Linked DNA regions of Pan troglodytes: region 1 is linked to region 2. Evidence: chromatin contacts called from public Hi-C data. All regions are on one chromosome and are shown on one strand. The core of a region is the stretch at or near the end of the contact, and the rest is flanking DNA. Distances in the headings are between cores, read along the strand shown.

Region 1 (5,278 bases), core at 12-2,511, 99 kb before region 2:
CGTAATAGCGAACACTTCGTTATGAAAGGGGCAACAAGGAAGAGCAGCCAGCGTACTTCATGGGTTTCTCAGACGGTGGGCGACACCCTCACCTGTGCTACCACTGCTGTCGCTTTGGGAAGTGACCAATGTCAATATCCCTAACTGCCACCAAAAAAAGATCAGTATATCTCTACCTCACCCATTGACCTTATGTCACTGTCGGTCTTAAAATGGAAAAAAAAGAAGGTAGAAAGCTGTGCTGAAGAAAGACGCTGGTGTGAGCATTCTCCTCTGAGGATAAAGACAACCAAATGTGAGGGAGTAAAAATAGGTCGGGTGGACCAGCAGGGAAAAGGAAGAAAGTATGAAGCAGGCACGTGAGAGGGAGACAGGATGAGTCACCAGGAGGGAAAGGAAGGTGGAAGGCGAGGGGGAAAGAACAATTAACTGGAAGAAAGACAGGTGCCTTATTTCCCCACCTCATGCCTCATCCACATGCTCCCACCAGACAACGGTCCAGCCAGGCCAACTTCTCAGCCATCTGCTGTCTATCCTTAATAAGCTTCACTCATTCCACTTTTGTAATTGTGGTGGAAGACACCTCATATTAAATTTATCATTGTAACCATTTCTAAGTGTACCGCTCAGTAGCGGTAAGTACATTCACACTGATGTACGATCAATCTCCAGCACTTTTTCACCTTGCAAAACTGAAACTCTGCATCCTTTAAACAGCAGCTCTTCATCCCCTCTTGTCCTCAGCCCCTGGAAATCACCGTTCTACCTTCTGTCTCTATGAATTTCACTACTCTAGGAACCTCGACTCAGTGGAATTACATAGTATTTGTCTGTTTGTGGCTGGCTTATTTCTCATAGCATCATGTCCTCAAGGTTCATCCCTGTTGTAGCAAGTGACAGAATTTCCTTCCTTTTTAAGGCTGAATACTATTCCATTGCACAGACAGACCACATTCTGTCTACCTGTTCACCTGTCAACAGGCACGTGGAGCTATTGTGAATACTGCCGCTGTGAACATGAAGTGTGCGTTACTCATTTTTAACAACCTCCTTCTGAATGGGCAGCACTTCCTCTTTCTTCATATGATTTTTTGGGGGAAAAAAGTACTTCTGTACTGAGCAAGAGATCCACAGAATCTAAAAAAATGAAGAGAAATATTTGTTTCACTGATTCCCCAATCCACCTAGATACCCAAGACCTGATTTAGCTGAGGCTTCTAAATATCCATCCTGAAATCAGCCTTTCCTGGGGCTCTTAATCGCCTTGTGATTCAGATCTAGTGAGTCATCTTCCTGCCAAGGACATAAACAATGGGCTAAAAGAAGCTGACACACACTGGCTCTCGGTCTTAAAAATACCTCTTTATTACACATTCCCTCTGAGTCATAAAAACAAACTCCTTCTCTAGTAGATTTTACATTGGACATATTTATACTTTTATGACTCAATCCAATTTTATTTATATAGACATATGTATACATGTGTTTATATATGTTTTTAGATACACACATATACATGTATTTGCACACAGAGAGTTTTGTTCTCTGTCTATACTTTTCAAGCTGAAGTCCAATTTGCTGATTTTTCAAGGGGATTTTCCACTGCAATACACACACAAATATATGTTCACAAGTACGTCTGATAAATTTGCCTGTGCAGTTAAGGGAGCCATGTTTCAGAGTGGAGGTGTGTACACACTGAAATAAGAAACTATTTTAGAAGCACCCCCAGTTTTCTTTTGAATAAAACAGACACAATAAATTGGCCATTATAAACCAAGGAAATAAGGGTCAGGTGGTGAGACACTGACATTCTAAAACTGTGCTAAACATTTCAAGTCACTTAAAAAGGCCAGGTAACCTTTTAAATGACCTTGGCCTTTACTAAAGGGTGGAGACATGGCCTTCTCATCAAGTGACACATGCAGAATAAGAAATAAGATTGGCAGGTTCATCTTCCCAGTCTAAATAATCTCACCATTGCTTTCCTTCAAAGATTCTAAATTTCAGCCAAACTTGTGCCTTGACCCAACCCAAGCACTCAACGCCCTTTCTCCTGCTAGAATGTTCTCTTTTTTTGTTTTGTTTTGTTTTTGAGACAGAGTCTTACTCTGTCGCCCAGGCTGGAGTGCAGTGGCACGATCTGGGCTCACTGCAAGCTCCGCCTCCCGGGTTCACACCATTCTCCTGGCTCAGCCTCCCGAGTAGCTGGGACTACAGGCACCCACCAACACGCCCGGCTAATTTTTTATTTTTTGTATTTTTAGTAGAGACGGGGTCTCACCATGTTAGCCAGGATGGTCTCGATCTCCTGACCTCATGATCCGCCCACCTCGGCCTCCCAAAATGCTGGGATTACAGGCGTGAGCCACCACGCCCAGCCTGCTAGAATGTTCTCTATTCCCTGTCCCTTCCTCTCTAAATCCTTTCCACTGACTAAGCTTCCTACAGGAAGCCTTTTTTTTTTTTTTTTTTTGAGACAGAGTCTCGCTGTGTCACCCAGGCTGGAATGCAGTGGTGCAGTCTTGGCTCACTGCGCCTCCCCAGGAAGGTGAAGCTCCTGGTGAGCTCGGCTCACCTCCACCTCCCCAGGAAGCCCTTCTTGATACCCTCCACAAGTAGGCACGGATCCTCCCTCCCCTAACCTCCTCCTTTACGGATCCCAACTAGATAGAGGGTATGTTGTGAATTATCACCATGCCTCATCCCCACCCCCCCATCACTGCCCACCTGACACACACACGCGTGCACCAGCCTGGGCTCCATAAAATCAACACCACCAGTGGTGTCCAGGGAGCGACAAGGGTCTGTCCACGCCACACCTTACTGATATATAAAATGAGAGATCCCTGTCTTGCTTCCCACTCCAAAGGTTCAAGGGCAGCAGAAACGATGCTGGAAAGGGATGCAACTGGGCAGTGCAGGGAAGGGACATGCAGGAGCTGAAGAGAAAAGGCTGTGCTTTTAAATCCTGCGCACTTTTCACACACGGGAAAGAAGAGGCTTCAGAACACGGGACAGAACAGGCCGGTTGTTTTCATATAAGTTAAATTACTGAGTCAGACAGAAAAACAAACCCACAGATATCTGTCAATCAAACTAGGCCATAATTGCTATGTGAGGCTGCTTTTTTTTGTTGTTTGTTTCTGTAGATTTGAGGTCATATATTAACACATTAATTGGCATTTTGGTCATAATTATCATGTAGTAAGCCGTTGATTACATGGTTGCATTTTGAAATTTTTAATTGGTTTGTTTCAATTGATAAAAGGTAATTTGTTTGGGGATGATGTTTCGAGTTATGTATTTAATATCACTGAATAGATAATTAATATAATGTAGCAATAGTAAACAATGACTATGTTAATTATCATCGAAGTGCACATATTTGTACAAATATGACAGACTGATTTTCTCTCTCGAGTTGTGTTGGTCTCTGCTCAGAGCCGGTGCACTGTGTCACTTTATTCATAGATGTAATTAGCAGCATCTCTCTCACCCACTTCCTTCAATTTGAAAAGAGCCAAGAAGATAGGACAAAGGACATCCTAGAAACCACAAGGCACTGTACTTTTCCCTCACTGCAGATTATCCCCTTAGAACTTCTCTGCATTTTCAGTCAGCTCTCGGCATTCCTGTAGTTTCAACTGAACCTTTTTATTAAAGTGTTCCTGGGTCATTAGGACACTTTTTCCCCAACCCAGCAAAGCAACTGCAATCCCAGTGTAAGAAAGCCTCCCTTGGTGGTTTAACTAAATTCAGTAGGAAAAAACAGCACTTACCAGCAACTATTTGTAAATTGACAGATAAAGTTGGCAAAATAAAAAAAAAAACCACCTTAATGTTTATAAAATCTGCTCTCCTAACAACAACAAAAATTCTTACTCACAAGAAATAGCATGAACATTATGGGCTCCATTTTAAAAGTTCTGCCTCTTTGTCATCAACAAAGTTGCTATGTTACAGACTGAGGCTTCCCTTGTGGCGTGGGACCCTGTCACCATCAACCAGCGGGTCCCAGAAATACACAGAACATCCCAGAGAGGGATAGGGCAAGAGCAGACAGCAGCCTGGGGCCCCCTATTCGTGGGTGCTGAAGAGGTTATTCCTGTGCCTCAAATGCCCCTGCCCTAACCTTCTCTCTTCCTCCTCTTCCCCCTCTGGAGACAGGGTAGGAATTCAAAGGCAGCCGCACCACCAGAAGAAAGAAATGACTCCGTTACCTGGTGCCATCCCATCTTCCTCTCTCAGCCTCTCCAGAGCAGAGGAAAGGGTGGGCTGCCCCCTCCCCAGCACCCAGTCCCCAGAATAAAGTACACAACACTGGCACTGGCTTGCCAGGACACCCAAAACTGGGACTCACCTCACAAGATCAAAGTAAAACAGATGAGCCCACATGAGTCAATTCCTAGATTAATAAACCTAAAGACTGGGGCAAGGGAACACAACTGGGCAGATACAGAGGGAGCTGTGGAAAACCGAGGGGTTAATTTATATGAAAAGGTAGTCAGGCTTGGAGATCAACAGTATCATCTGAAAAGCGAGAAGACAAAACTAAAATATGGTTGGTTTCATCTTATTCTAAAAAGTATTTTTTAGTATTTGCTAAACTTCTAGAGAAATGTAAAATAGCTTATTGTCTTGCATATATGGAAATCCAATTTTTTTGGGGGGGAAGCTCAGTTGATAGAAGGGCATGTTAGCAGCCTTAAGTGACACAAGCTGCACAAACATAATCTCATTTAGGCCTCACAACAGTCCTGGCAAAGGTAAGAGGACGGGTGTTGTCGTTCCATTTTAGAGATGTAGAAACTGAGGCTGAATGATCTGCCAGGAGCCACATTTCTAGGATGTGATGGTACCCACCGTGGCACTACTGATGGGGAGCTCAGAGCGCTGTGCCCTACAGCACAAATATATCGTCCCATGTGCCACAAACTAGTGCTTCTCAAATATTAGTCATTTCCATACCACCTTTGTGGTTTCTGCCAACTGTGCTATTATTTACATTATTTCATGGAAACCACTATATGTACATGCATTTATTTTCTAAAGAGAACTCCATACCACCACTACAAATGGACAGCCTGTGACTGTCCACAGACAGAAGGTAGACACACAATTAATACAGTGAAAACCAAACAATGTTATTAAAACGTTAGCCTGCCCAATGTTTCCCTTCTCTCTCTGCAAAAAGGGGAAATTGGCAAGTATCACGAGGTGGCGATGTAAGTCGTGATAAGGTGAGACCTTCTCCCTTCAATCAGCACAGGCCCTG
Region 2 (4,595 bases), core at 584-3,083:
TATTTTATAAATCTATATATAAGTATAGATGTTTACTAATCTAGATTTGTTTCAAAACTCAATCTCTGCATTTGAATCAAAAATAAACTTTTACGGCTGAGTAGGAGATGAAATGATGGGGAAACCAGGAAACAGAAACTGCTAATTCGATTAATAATAAGCCAGTCACACAATTTCTAAACTGCCTCTAATCCAAAAAACCTCTACCTTTTCTAATCTCATACTGATTATTCTACGAGATGACAAACTCTCAATATGACCTCCTATCCTCAACAATTCTTGAAGGAAAAGAAAAAGAAACTTCTAAGGAAATTTTTTAAATGCTGAATTTCTCTGGCATTGAGCCACGTGTAGATTAAACATCACTTAATCCTCCAACAGTTCTAAGGCAGTGGTTTACAAGCTACAGCGTACATTACAATCACCTGGAGGACTTGCGTTAGAGATTGTTGGGCTCCACCCCCAGAGTCTCCGATTCAGTAATGGGGGAACGCCAACCCAGGTGGTGATGCTGCTGCTGCTGCGGCAGGTGGGGGCACTCTGAGAAGCGCTGCACTAAGGTAATATTAACGTGTGGCCCTCGTTCTGGGAAACCCGTGCTGTCTGCAGCAGAAATTGCCAAGATTTTGAAAACTTTTATAGCAGTTTACCATTACATGGCATCGAAGCACGTGAACATTTTTCTAGTATTTCACCCTTATTGTATTTTCCCAAAGTACTGATGTGAGAACGACTAGAAAGTTTTCCAAGTTTGTGGAGCATCGCTTTAAGCTGACCCAGCATACGGCAGCCCCTGCCCCCTGGGGACAGCGGGGCCGACCTAGGGCACGAGGGGGGACTAGGGGTGACTCTTTCAGCCAGAACACTGGCCTGAGACGCAGTTCCACACTTAAGGTTTTCATCGTCTCGTCTCATTCTGGCATTTCCCGGGACAACACTCGCACCAGCCCCGCTGCAGGTGCCCTGGGTCCCGGCGGCCGGCGCAGAGGAGACAAGAAAGGAGGGCGCAGGCACAGCGCCGCGGGCGCCCGCGAGCAAGGGCAGACCCCAGCGGCACATTTCCTGCCCCAAACTTGGGGCCGCCACGGTATGCACTCCGGGTAAGTGAGACCGATGCACTAGACTCCTTCAAAATGCCCAGTTTGGCTCCAGAAGATGACGAGCCAAACAAAGACAAAGGGACGTCAGTGGACCCCAGCGTCTCCCCGGCCACTGCCGGCGTCCCTTCGCGCCTGCGCAGACCCCACCCCGCGACCCGCCCGAGGCCAGCCCACCGCTTCCTTCCGGGCAGCGGGCGCGCTGCCGCCGGGCTCAGGCGCGCGTGCGCAGCGCCGCCGCCCGCGCCCTCCGTGTGGCCAGTGCTTACCCGCTACAGGGGTCTGTTCCTTCCGGCCCGGCAAGGCCTCCTGGGGGCTGACGATGTTCGAGGCCGAGTTGCCCATCCTCTGGACGGGAAAGAGGCTGTGGAGGAGGAGGTGGAGCTGCCAAGCCCTCCGGGTGGCCGAAAGCATGGGAGGGCGCCAGCCGAAGGGTGGTCCCGGGGGACGGCGCTACCGGCAGCGGAGCCGCAGCCGGAACGGCAGAGAGTGGGGTCCGCGGCCGGAACCGGGGGGCGGCAGGGGCGCCGGCGGGCGGGCGCGGGGCGCTGCTGGCGGGGCTGGCGGCCGCCCGTAATCGAGGTTGCCCAAGGCCGGGGCCGTACCGGCTTTCACCGGGGGCGTGTTCCTTCCCTGGACAGGGGGTGTGGCCCGGCGAGTTCCTCAGGTTCTCTCGGGACGAAGTTCTCGGGCAGAGAACAAGTGCGCTCCTGTCGTACGAAGTACGTGAAGCGGCAGAGGCCAAAAAACACGCCGAGCCCTTGGGGATGGGGTTTGATTTTAAAGTTGCTGCCGTATCGCCCCGACTTCGCAGTTTAGCAGTGCCCAGTAAGATAGAAGAGGACCTGCCTTGCAGCCAGCTAGACTGTCAGTTTTTATTGGAGACATTGTCATGACGGCCATCAGAAGGGTTCCTATTCGTCCAAAGTGAAAACTAAGCACAGTTCTCAAAATGCGCGAAATAGGGAAGATGAATTCAATATTAAGTTATGTATTTACAAACATATTTAAGCCCATTTTGCAGCGGCCAAAATACGGGAGCAAGGCACCAACAGCACCATTAAGGCAGTGTAGGTGGACTTAATGGTGGTGGTGTATTATTCTTGTTTCTCAAATCATAGGAGATGACATTTGTTCTGTGACATTCTCAAACTAAATGTAAAGTGGTTGGAGCGAGGTGAGTGACTTGGGAGTTAATCTGTGTGAGATTTTGGCTTAACACATGTTCTGCCAAAATGGGCAGGTCGTCTCAGATGAGGGAGGGAACTTCAGATTAGCACCCACAGAAAGGAGGCTTTCACCCAGCTTCCTGCATGGATTTAGTTACCACTTTGTTTTCATGTGGTCTGGACTGTAAGGAGGGCAGGAGGCTTAGCAGTGCTATAGTGTAAAATGCGGTGTGTTGCCAGGCATACAACACTAAAAAGGCTCTAGCTTTGATTTTGTAATTTGTATTTCCCCTGGGCAAAATGATGCCTAAACTGTTTGTTATTGCTATGAGGCTATACCAAGTCGGTTCCACAGGCCTTTCATGAAAACACCCCAAGGAGTCCCTTCTAGGCTTGCGAAGGCCTGGTCACTATTAAGGGTCTGAAAAAATAGTCATTCTGTCAAAGACAATATTTTGTGTTTTTCAGTAACTTCTTTTTGATACATACTGGTTTGTCTGTGTTTTGTGGTTGATTGTATGAAGTTTCACATGCTAGAAATACTCTGCAACTAAGAGCTGAAGAATGTTTAGTGTGAAGAAATAACTTACTTGGCATGATGGCTCACTCCTGTAATCCCAACACTTTGAGAGGCTGAGGCAGGAGGATTGCTGGAGGCCAGGAGTTTGAGACGCCATCTTTACCAAAAAAATAAAAATAAAAAAATAAGGTATTTAAGTAGTTGGGCATGGTGGTGTGGTAGCGCACGCCTGTGGTCCCAGCTACTTGGGAGGCTGCAGCAGGAGGAGCGCTGGAGCCAGAGAGGTAGAGGCTGCAGTGAGCTATGATCACACTGCTGTGCTCCAGCCCGGGCAACAGAGCAAGACCCTGTCTCAAAAAAAAAAAAAATTAATTTTGATGTTAAATGAAAAAGTAAAACAAATGCAGTATGCGTGTATACGTGTAGTATATATGAAAATGCATGTACTCCCAGTTGCACACCCACTGAACAATTCGAAAAAAATGCAGTTTGTTGTGTTGTTCAGAATAGTGGGATTCTACTGCTTTTCCTTGTCTTTAAACTGTATTGTTACAACGTTCTCGAGTATTCCAATGGCTGTTACTTTTATAATTATAAAAGAATAAGCATTTTTAAAGAACAGATATATCTTATTTCAAAAACAAGGGTTTTTCGTTTACCAGAATAGCTGCAAGAGAAGTTACATTGAGTTTCTTTGGTGTTTTGAGGAAAGAATTGAACATTTTTGCCTTCAGTGGTGCCTTTTTCACCACTAGGACTTCCTTTTCTTCACACATTCCCCCTAATCCAGCGGTCCCCCACCTTTTTGGCACCGTGGATGAGTTTCGTGGAAGACAGTTTTTTTCCACAGATGGGGAAGGGGAGATGGGGGATGGTTTCGGGGTGAAACTGTTCCACCTCAGATCATCAGGCATTAGTTAGCTTCTCATGAGGTGTGTGCAGCCTAGATCCCTCACATGCACAGTTCACGATAGGGTTTGTCCTCTGATGAGGATCTAGTGTCGCTGCTGATCTGACAGCCACATCTAACTTGGGAAGGTGGGAGATGAGGTTCTCTTGCGGAGTGACTATACATCCAACTAATACTTGGATATTTGGCAGTTCTAATAATAAAACAAGAATGTTCTTTGGACAACTGTGTCACAATCTACTCCTCTGGCCCCTCAAATATCCATGGATACCCTTGTGACACATAGAACACACCCTGTTTGAAGAGAGAAAACCCAGCATTCTAAGCAGTTACTGCATCCAGCTCAGCGTCCATGATCTAAAGATGTAACAGTCCCTTACAAGTCTGATACAACTCCTCATGGTCCAATGACCTACAGAGTAAATTATGTTATTTATTCCCCTTTCCCTTCCCCACACAGCCAGTATGCAGTGGTGAAGTAGGACACGAAAACTAATTTGGAAGAAGAGTGAGGAGAAAATAGTAGTTCTTTGTCTAAGCAAATGTGAAGAGCAGATTAGACTACAAAGGTAATGAAGTAAATTCTTGGTTAGACCCCAGTTCTGTTTTCCAGGAGGAACTCTGGTTTGTTGCATCCGAAGGTACTGTCTTTACCCATTGGGAGGTTCTTACCCATGATCTATGATTCCATCTGAAGGGCATGCTAAAGAGTGTGCTCCATGAGAGGCTACACATCTTTTTATATCCAGTTTCTTACTGGTGCGCTTTTGAGGGACTGTGGGTTACTTTAGTAGGGTCAGATAGACACAGGCATTGGCAAGCTAGGCTTAATAGCTTCTTTGTCAAGTCAATTTTTAAAAGATACTGAATGGATTTCTTATTTATTTGTTCCTTGTATA

Evidence for each region. A called contact is a pair of places that touch in the nucleus more often than the background predicts.
Region 1: a contact with region 2 is called in a Hi-C map of induced pluripotent stem cells, with 2.2 times the contacts expected there. The contact joins the enhancer-like site here to the promoter of MSRA in region 2. A contact is called at or near these places in 2 of 7 Hi-C or Micro-C datasets (induced pluripotent stem cells and stem cell-derived neural progenitor cells).

What each region holds. Positions count from the first base shown.
Region 1 is chr7:16,124,299-16,129,576 of NHGRI_mPanTro3-v2.0_pri, reverse strand. All of the region lies in intron 1 of MSRA (methionine sulfoxide reductase A), which reads right to left. Among named protein-coding and RNA genes, the nearest start is that of MSRA, 98 kb to the right of the region's middle. Within about 2 kb of position 1,261, at least 10 of the 24 cell types and tissues checked have an H3K27ac peak or open chromatin away from gene starts, as enhancers often do. A contact at or near this core is called in induced pluripotent stem cells and stem cell-derived neural progenitor cells, where this site is marked.
Region 2 is chr7:16,026,259-16,030,853 of NHGRI_mPanTro3-v2.0_pri, reverse strand. It overlaps MSRA (methionine sulfoxide reductase A), which reads right to left and starts at 1,833. Exons shown (of 12, transcript XR_010159154.1): 1 at 1,367-1,833.